Linked DNA regions of Anas platyrhynchos: region 2 is linked to region 1. Evidence: chromatin contacts called from public Hi-C data. All regions are on one chromosome and are shown on one strand. Each heading gives the region's core, a stretch centred on a gene start, on an enhancer-like site or on the middle of the called end of the contact. The rest is flanking DNA. Distances are from core to core; before and after follow the strand shown.

Region 1 (3,763 bases), core at 345-2,844:
CATTGCCAAAGGAACTGGGGCAGCGGCTGGTTTGGGAGCAGGGCACAGGATGCACCACTTTCCCCACAGGTCACCAAGACAGCCTGGGCTGTCCCAGCTATGACAGTGATGGCTGAGCTTTGAGACCACCCTTTGGCCTCAGTGGATCCTGAGACACGAGGGTGCATGACAGGATGGCGGCCCCAGGCCATTTCACAGAGCTCAGGAACACCTCATCTCTTCAGGCCTCATCTGCAGACACTGAACAGATACGTCTGTGAAGACAAGGGCCCATGGCCTGCAGGATGAACGTACTGCTGGTGGTGTCAGCAGGGGCACGGAAGGCAGGACCTAGGTGACCCTGTCAGCCCTAACACCACTCCCTGAAGACGGCCGAGCAACGCTGGTGGGCCTGCCTCACATTACACATGATTCCAGTCCCACAGGAGCACCAGGACAGCCGAGTAACTTTTATGAATGCAAATATGAACGCAAGTGTTGGAAAACAAGTAAATTTTACAACAAATACAGCTACAACATGCCACCAATCTGCTCATACTAAACCCCTGCATTGTCCCATGGTCAGCTACTAGGCGGAAGCCCTGTGCCCCAAGGAGTATGACCTGCCAGCCCGAGCCTCTTGCTCTCACACTGGAATTTTTACATCCAGCAGAACGATTTTATGGTACTGAAATATGATCAAGCAGGGAGGCCTAACAACAATACATGTCAGCTTGTCCATCCAGCCTTTGATATCAGGCAGATTTTTTTACTACAACAAGTATCTTGCCTTCAGCCTGTTATCAGCCCTTTAATAAGAATAAGAATAAAAACCATCCAGGAAATCTTTTCATCTTGAGCTAGCATCTGATTCTAATATGGATGCAGAAAATTCTGGGACAGAAGCCAAATGTTAAATTTAATACAAAGGCCTGTTATTTTAGGCCCATTTTATTTTCTGTGATAGCTCTTTTTCAGCTCCCATACAAAGTCACCGAGAAAAACCCGAGACAAGTATTACATGACAGGTAACATTATTTAGAGGCATACTGAAATATTTAGTGAGACCATTTCGTTATGACAAATGCAAAATCACATAAAGGTTTGGATATGATCTAGGACTAATAACACCCTTAATTTAATAAACACAAGGGCATTTCAGGTAAAAGGGAAATGCATTTTCAGTCCTCAGCACCCAAGCTGCTTTGGACACACTGCAAAAACATTAAAGACGGCTTTTTTAAGTTACTTTTACTATAGACCCTCACTTATAGTCTGCATTGGTCAGGAACAGGCTGAGGGAGGCAGCAAGATTATAGCAAAAGTTTCAATTATGCAGATCCTCTGACTACATTTGAGAACTACATTTAGGAAACCAAGACCTCAATTTGCATATATCCTCTTCTAGCTCTAGGTGGATCCCCTGTGAAGATGTACATGACAAAACAGACGTGGGCTTAGGCTCAGAGAATTCGTTCTGCACTGTTGGGAGAAATGGGGCCTGGGGAGAGGTGACGTGACTGGCATCCAGGGTGTCACTGGGCTGCTTGCTCATTATCAGGCTTGCTGCAGTGCTCTGAAGTGTATCTTAGACAGGGACCTGGCAGGTGATGAGGGGTTTCCCTGGGAAGATCATTTGCAGCGTTTCTACCTCTGGTAAGCACACCAAGTGAAAGACCACAACAGCTGTAGACACGGTCTGTGCTGTGAAGTGCCACGGCTGCGTGCTATGGAGAGAGGGAGCCCAGCCTGCTGCTGCTCACACCAAAACCACCGAGTGCCTGAGAAACGGCGAGCTGACAGCTCTTTGCTGGGGAGCGAGCTGACCTGGGCCTGCCTGCCAGATTGCTGCTGCAGCACTGGAACCATGAAAAGCACCTTCCTCAGGGCTGGAAGCAGGGAGGATGTTATCCACCCTGGTTTTGGAGTAGGAACAGACCCAGAGAAAGAACTGCAGCTCCTTCTGTTTGAAGTCGCAGCACAAACAGGTTTCTCCCCTTCACCTGCTCCTTGCCGCCAGCTCTAGCTGTTCAAGGAAGCTCATTCACCCTAAACCTTTACCCCATCTGTCCCAGCTGAAAAAAAACTACTTCTGGCCTGTGTGTACGTGTGTGCTTCCAGGCTGCTGCACTGACAGAGAGATACGGCCATGCTGGTGAGTGTGGACAGGAAACAGACCTGGATATAAATAGAAATTATCACAGATATGGACCAGACAAAACAGAGTAACCCAGATGCCAAAGATATGTCTGGGGCAAAGGCATCTGGTTGCCACTTTTGCATTTCTTTTCCTTCAGGACATTTCCAGCTTCCAGCATGAGACTACAAGATGTTGTAACAAGCAGGGGGGTGGAAAATGAACTCACTCCAGTTTGCCCCTCTTTGGCAGAAGTGAGAAGATGTAACATAAAGTCCAGTGAAAATGGGCTTTGAATCACTTAAAACTTTTTTTTTTTTCTTTTCTTTTCTCGTCATCATCTCAGCTGATGGCTGTCTTGTGTCACTGGAAAATCTTTATCAGCATCAAGGAACTGACTTACTCTTGATATTGACAGAACTCAGTGGGGAGCAAATGAGCTTGGCTCCTGCACTGGGCACAGCAGCGAAAAGCATCAAGGCATTTTTGGGTGATCTGCAAGGTACCCAACTGATTCCTCAGAACTGCCAGTGGCCCAAAATGCCTCACGGTTTTGTACAAAGCACTCTCCTTTATGGCAGTATGGCCTCTCTGTGTGTGGCAAAAAGCATCTGTAAGAGTTTCAGAGATCTTCCTCCCTTATGCAGTCAATTCATTTTTACATGATGTAATGATGTAATGATCATAGAATGATGTAATGAAATATATATATATATAACAAAAAAAAAAAAAAAGATTTTCTGGCTTTTGCCATCTGCTATGTACTTTGATGGAAATAATGTACCTGATTCCCAAGTGCTGAAAAAGTCCCAATCAGCTACCACCTAATCCTGTAAGGACAACTCCATAGCAGTTCAGGATACTGTTAGGGAGCCAGGGATAACATGGCCCATTGTTATCTAATAACTGCTGTTTAAATTTGCCACTTGGGAAAGGATGTTCTGGGGACTGGTTTCGGCTCCCAGCACTGCCTCTGTATTTTATCTATTTAAAATGATCACTTACACACTCACTGAATAAGAAGGAAGGAGCAGATCTGAAAGAGATCAGAATCCAGGTCTCTCTGAGCTGCACATCCTAATGCCGAGATGCACAGTCATGCTCCGCTTCATTTCCTTTCTCCAGATAAATCATTCCAGAAAAAAATAGAAAGATTTCCCTGGGAAGGGTCAAGAACACTTCTTAGTCTCCAGAGTGGAGCCTGATGGAGAGAGAGAAAACTCTCCTAGGAAGAAAGGGTTACACTGAGACACAACAAAATTGAATGCAGGAGTCCTTGGCTGAAACAAAGCTAGACAAACACTAACTATTGTATGATCATATCACAAACAGGCAGGTGATTCTGGACTTCAAATCTTACATAGCTGGGAATGAGACCACAGAAAGGAGTAGTTTCTTAGTTATGCATCTGGCCTCAGCATCTCCTGTTGGTAGGTGTACGGAGTCCTTCAGTGATCTGGACTCAAGTCCTTAACATTTTTCACTTGACCACCTAACCAGATCTGGCTTGTAATATCTAAAGAGTTCAAAGCAAGCATTTCGGAGTCCTCTTCAATCAACTTTCCTGGCATCCGGAGTACACTTCTTCCCTGAGAAGTGCTGAAGTTAGAGCAAGCAGTCCCACAAGCAACAACCCAAAGAAGCCTT
Region 2 (3,259 bases), core at 239-2,738, 91 kb after region 1:
GCCGGGGGCGCCCGGGGGGCTCCGCCGCCGCGCTCAGCGCCGCGCAGGGGGCATGGCCCCGGCCCGGCCCCCGCCGCCGCCGCCTGCGAGCGGAGAGAGAGCGAGGTTAGCGGGGAGCGGCCCGCGGGGACCGCCCGGCACCCCCGGGGGGGGACCCGGCCCGAGGGACCTCTCCGCCGCCCCCCTCCCCGCCTCGGTGCCCGCCCGAAGCAGCCGCGCCCCGCGGCCCCGCACCCGCCAGGGGCAGCGGCGGGGATGCGGCGGGGAGGGGGCGACGGCTGCGGGACGCCCCCCGCGCCCCCCGCTCCGCCACATCCCCACGCGGGGACCAAAGCCCCGGCCCCGCGGGGCCACCGAGCCGGGCGGTGCCAGCGGGGGGCGAGGAGGGGCCGGTCCCACTCGACCCGGGGGGCTCGCAGCCCCCTCGCCCTGCCTCCCCTCTACCTAGCGGGCGCACCGGCCGCCGGTCTCACGGCGGGGCCGCCGCCTCCCATCCCCGCAAGTTCCCCGCGGCGCAGCTCGGCAACTTTTCCCAGCGAAACTTCGCCGGCTCCTGCCGCTGCGAGCCCCCGGCCGTACCCGCCGCCCCCCGCCCCTCCCGCGGCGCCCCCTCGGAGCCGCCCCGGGGACCGGGCGCCGCCGCCTCGCAGGTGCGGCCGCCGCCGCCCCGGGATCCCCGGGGGCAGCGGGACCGAGCCCGGCCACCTTTCCCCTTCCCCGTCCTCGGGGGAGCGCGGCGGGGCCGCACGGGGCGCGGGGGGGCCGTCGGGGAAGGCGCGGCCCGGCGGCGGGGCTCGGGGAGCGCGGGGCACGGCACTCACCGGGGCTCGGCGGGACGGGACGGGGCTGCTGCTGCCGGTGCTGCCGGTGCTGCCGGTGCCCCCGGAGGCGGGGCGGTCGGGTCGCTGCGGCCGCCGGCGGTGTCAAGGGAGCGGCGGCATCGCGGTGCGGGGCGCAGGCGGACAGACGGACGGGCAGACGGACGGACGGACGGACGGGCAGGCGGGCGGGCGGGCGGGCGGGCGGCTGCCGCTGCGAGAGCAGCAGCAGCAGCAGCAGGAGGAGGAGGAGGAGGAGGAGGAGGAGGGAGGAGGCAGCAGCAGGAGGAGGAGGAGGATGGTCCTTGTGGGGAAACAGCCCCCGCCCGCCCGCCCGCCCCCCTCCTCGCCGGGAGCGGGCAGGAGCGAGCGGTCCGTGCCGCCTTTGATTCGGAGGCGCGGGCATCCTCCCCCCGGCCGCCCCCCCGCCCGGGCAGGCTCCATACAAAGGCTGCTTTCCAGGAACTTTCCAGGAACCGCATCATGTGACGGCCCCGCTCCGCCGCCGCCGCACCGCTCCCCGGCCGCGCCACCGGAGCCGCGGCACCGCCCGCCAGCGCCCCGCGCCCCCCCGACGGCCCCCGACGGCCTCCGCGCTCCCCCCGCGCCCGGCCTCCGGGGCACCGGGGCCGCCTCCCGACCCCCCCCTCCTTCCTTCCACCCCCCCCCCCCACAGCCCAGGCCCCGCGACCCCACCGGGGGGGCCGGGGCCGGGCCGCGGAGCCGCCGCAGGTCAGTGCCCGGGGGGGCGGAGGGGGTGGGGGGGCGGCGGGGGGCGCCCCGCAGCCGCCGGGCACCTGAGCGCGGGGGGCGCAGCCGGGCCCCGAGCCGGGTTTCGGGAGCGGGAGGGGGCAGAAACAAAGCGAAAGCGGCCCCAGCCCGCCCCGGCCCCCGGCAGAAGGTCGGGAGCGCCCTCAAAGCCGGCGGCGGCGTTGGGAAGGCGACGTTTTCGGGTCGGGAGGGGGGGGAGATGAGGGGGGTTTGGGGGCCGAGGAGGTGGGAAGCAGTGCGAGGTCGTCCCCAAAAAAACGGGGGGGTGCGGGCCGGCCGCCGCCGGGGGGGAGGCAGCAAAGGGCGTGCGGAGCCGGGCGGCGGCGGCGGGGGGCTCGGGGCAGGGCAGGGGGCGAGCCCCGGCAGGCAGCGACAGCGACAGCGACAGCGACAGCCCCGCCGGTGCCTCGGCTCCGTGCCCCTAGTAAATCGTGGAGCCGAGCAGTTTTGTTTTTTTTTTAATAACGAGGCCACCGAGGAGTTCTCCGAAAGGCTGCCGTGATTTTTCAGCGCGATTCTTGAGGATGTGGGTGAAGAGCGTCGGAGTTAATAATTCGCCTTTTTCTTAGAAATCGCCGCGGAGTTCGGTAGCTGAAGCGATTCCTCTGCTGGGGAAAAAAAAAATAATTCTTTGTTAAGTGAACTGGTCAGCGTGGTTTCGTCTGCTTGTCGTGTCTGGGTGCTTTCGAATTGAATTTGTTCTGTTTATGAAAAAAAGGTGGCTTTAAGCACCGACAACAAAGCAGGTTTAAAATGGGGGCTGAAAGGCAAACACGGTCTTTCTTACTTAAGCATTCTCAGAAATGGCTTAAAACAACACAGGTCCTGAAGGTCAGTTTTGTCCTTGTTTTCGTCGGGGCAGTTCAGAGAGCCTCGGGTCCGGCTGCCAGTCGCTCTTGGGGAATGCCCACTGGCTTCTCCCCGGGTAGAAGTGAGGAGGGGACAGAACAGGTCCGGGTCCTCTGCGATTTAGTTAACACTTCTGCTCCCGGTGATGAGAGACCTTGCAAAAAGTCTGATTGACTTTTTTCAAAACTGCATTGGCTTCGTTATGTCCAAAACATTTTTTTTTTAATGGAATACCGATTTATTTTTATTGCTAAAATCATTCTCCATATGCATATGCATCTACAGATCTTTTTCTCCAAAATATATAACTTTGCTACAACAGTTCTCAAATTAGGAATCTTCCCTTAAAGTTCACAAATTCATCTCAGAGAAATGCAGTGCATCTCGTCCCGATCCAGAGCTGCTTTTCGCAGCTGTTGTAGTCCTCTTTTCCTATGTTATTTATTAATGACATTTTTTAACGTGGATAGGATCTCAGGACTTTCTTTGCTTTTGCTGTTTATTCGTCGCTTGAAGTCATAATAATTTGTTTCTAAAACCACAGCTGGCTGCTAGAGGCACGGAGAGGAAGACTGTGATTTATGTGGCGAACGAGAAACAAGAACAGGAGAATGCAATAAATGTTTGTTACTTAAAACTTCAGATATTGTTATGAAAAAGGTAGAATAAAAATTAAAGAGGCAGTATATCAGCAGGATCTTTCCTAACTAGAGTTCTGTTAACTTTTCCATGGGAAGTTAATGTCTCTTAAAAATAATACTGGAGGTCTGATAAATTTGCAAGAGTAATGAAATTCAAACCTTAAAAGTGCAAATCGATCT

What was found. Hi-C and Micro-C count contacts between places; a contact is called where the count stands out from the background.
Region 2: a Hi-C map of liver shows a contact between it and region 1, with 3 times the contacts expected there. The contact joins the promoter of SOCS2 here to the enhancer-like site in region 1. A contact is called at or near these places in 4 of 8 Hi-C or Micro-C datasets (F1 follicle, liver, skeletal muscle and 1 more).

Annotation. Positions count from the first base shown.
Region 1 is chr1:47,414,142-47,417,904 of IASCAAS_PekinDuck_T2T, forward strand. All of the region lies in intron 4 of CRADD (CASP2 and RIPK1 domain containing adaptor with death domain), which reads right to left. Among named protein-coding and RNA genes, the nearest start is that of CRADD, 78 kb to the right of the region's middle. Within about 2 kb of position 1,595, at least 1 of the 8 cell types and tissues checked has an H3K27ac peak or open chromatin away from gene starts, as enhancers often do.
Region 2 is chr1:47,505,195-47,508,453 of IASCAAS_PekinDuck_T2T, forward strand. It overlaps SOCS2 (suppressor of cytokine signaling 2), which reads right to left and starts at 1,489. Exons shown (of 3, transcript XM_038172900.2): 1 at 822-1,489; 2 at 1-83. It overlaps LOC119715504 (a long non-coding RNA gene), which reads left to right and starts at 1,564. Exons shown (of 2, transcript XR_011808623.1): 1 at 1,564-3,259.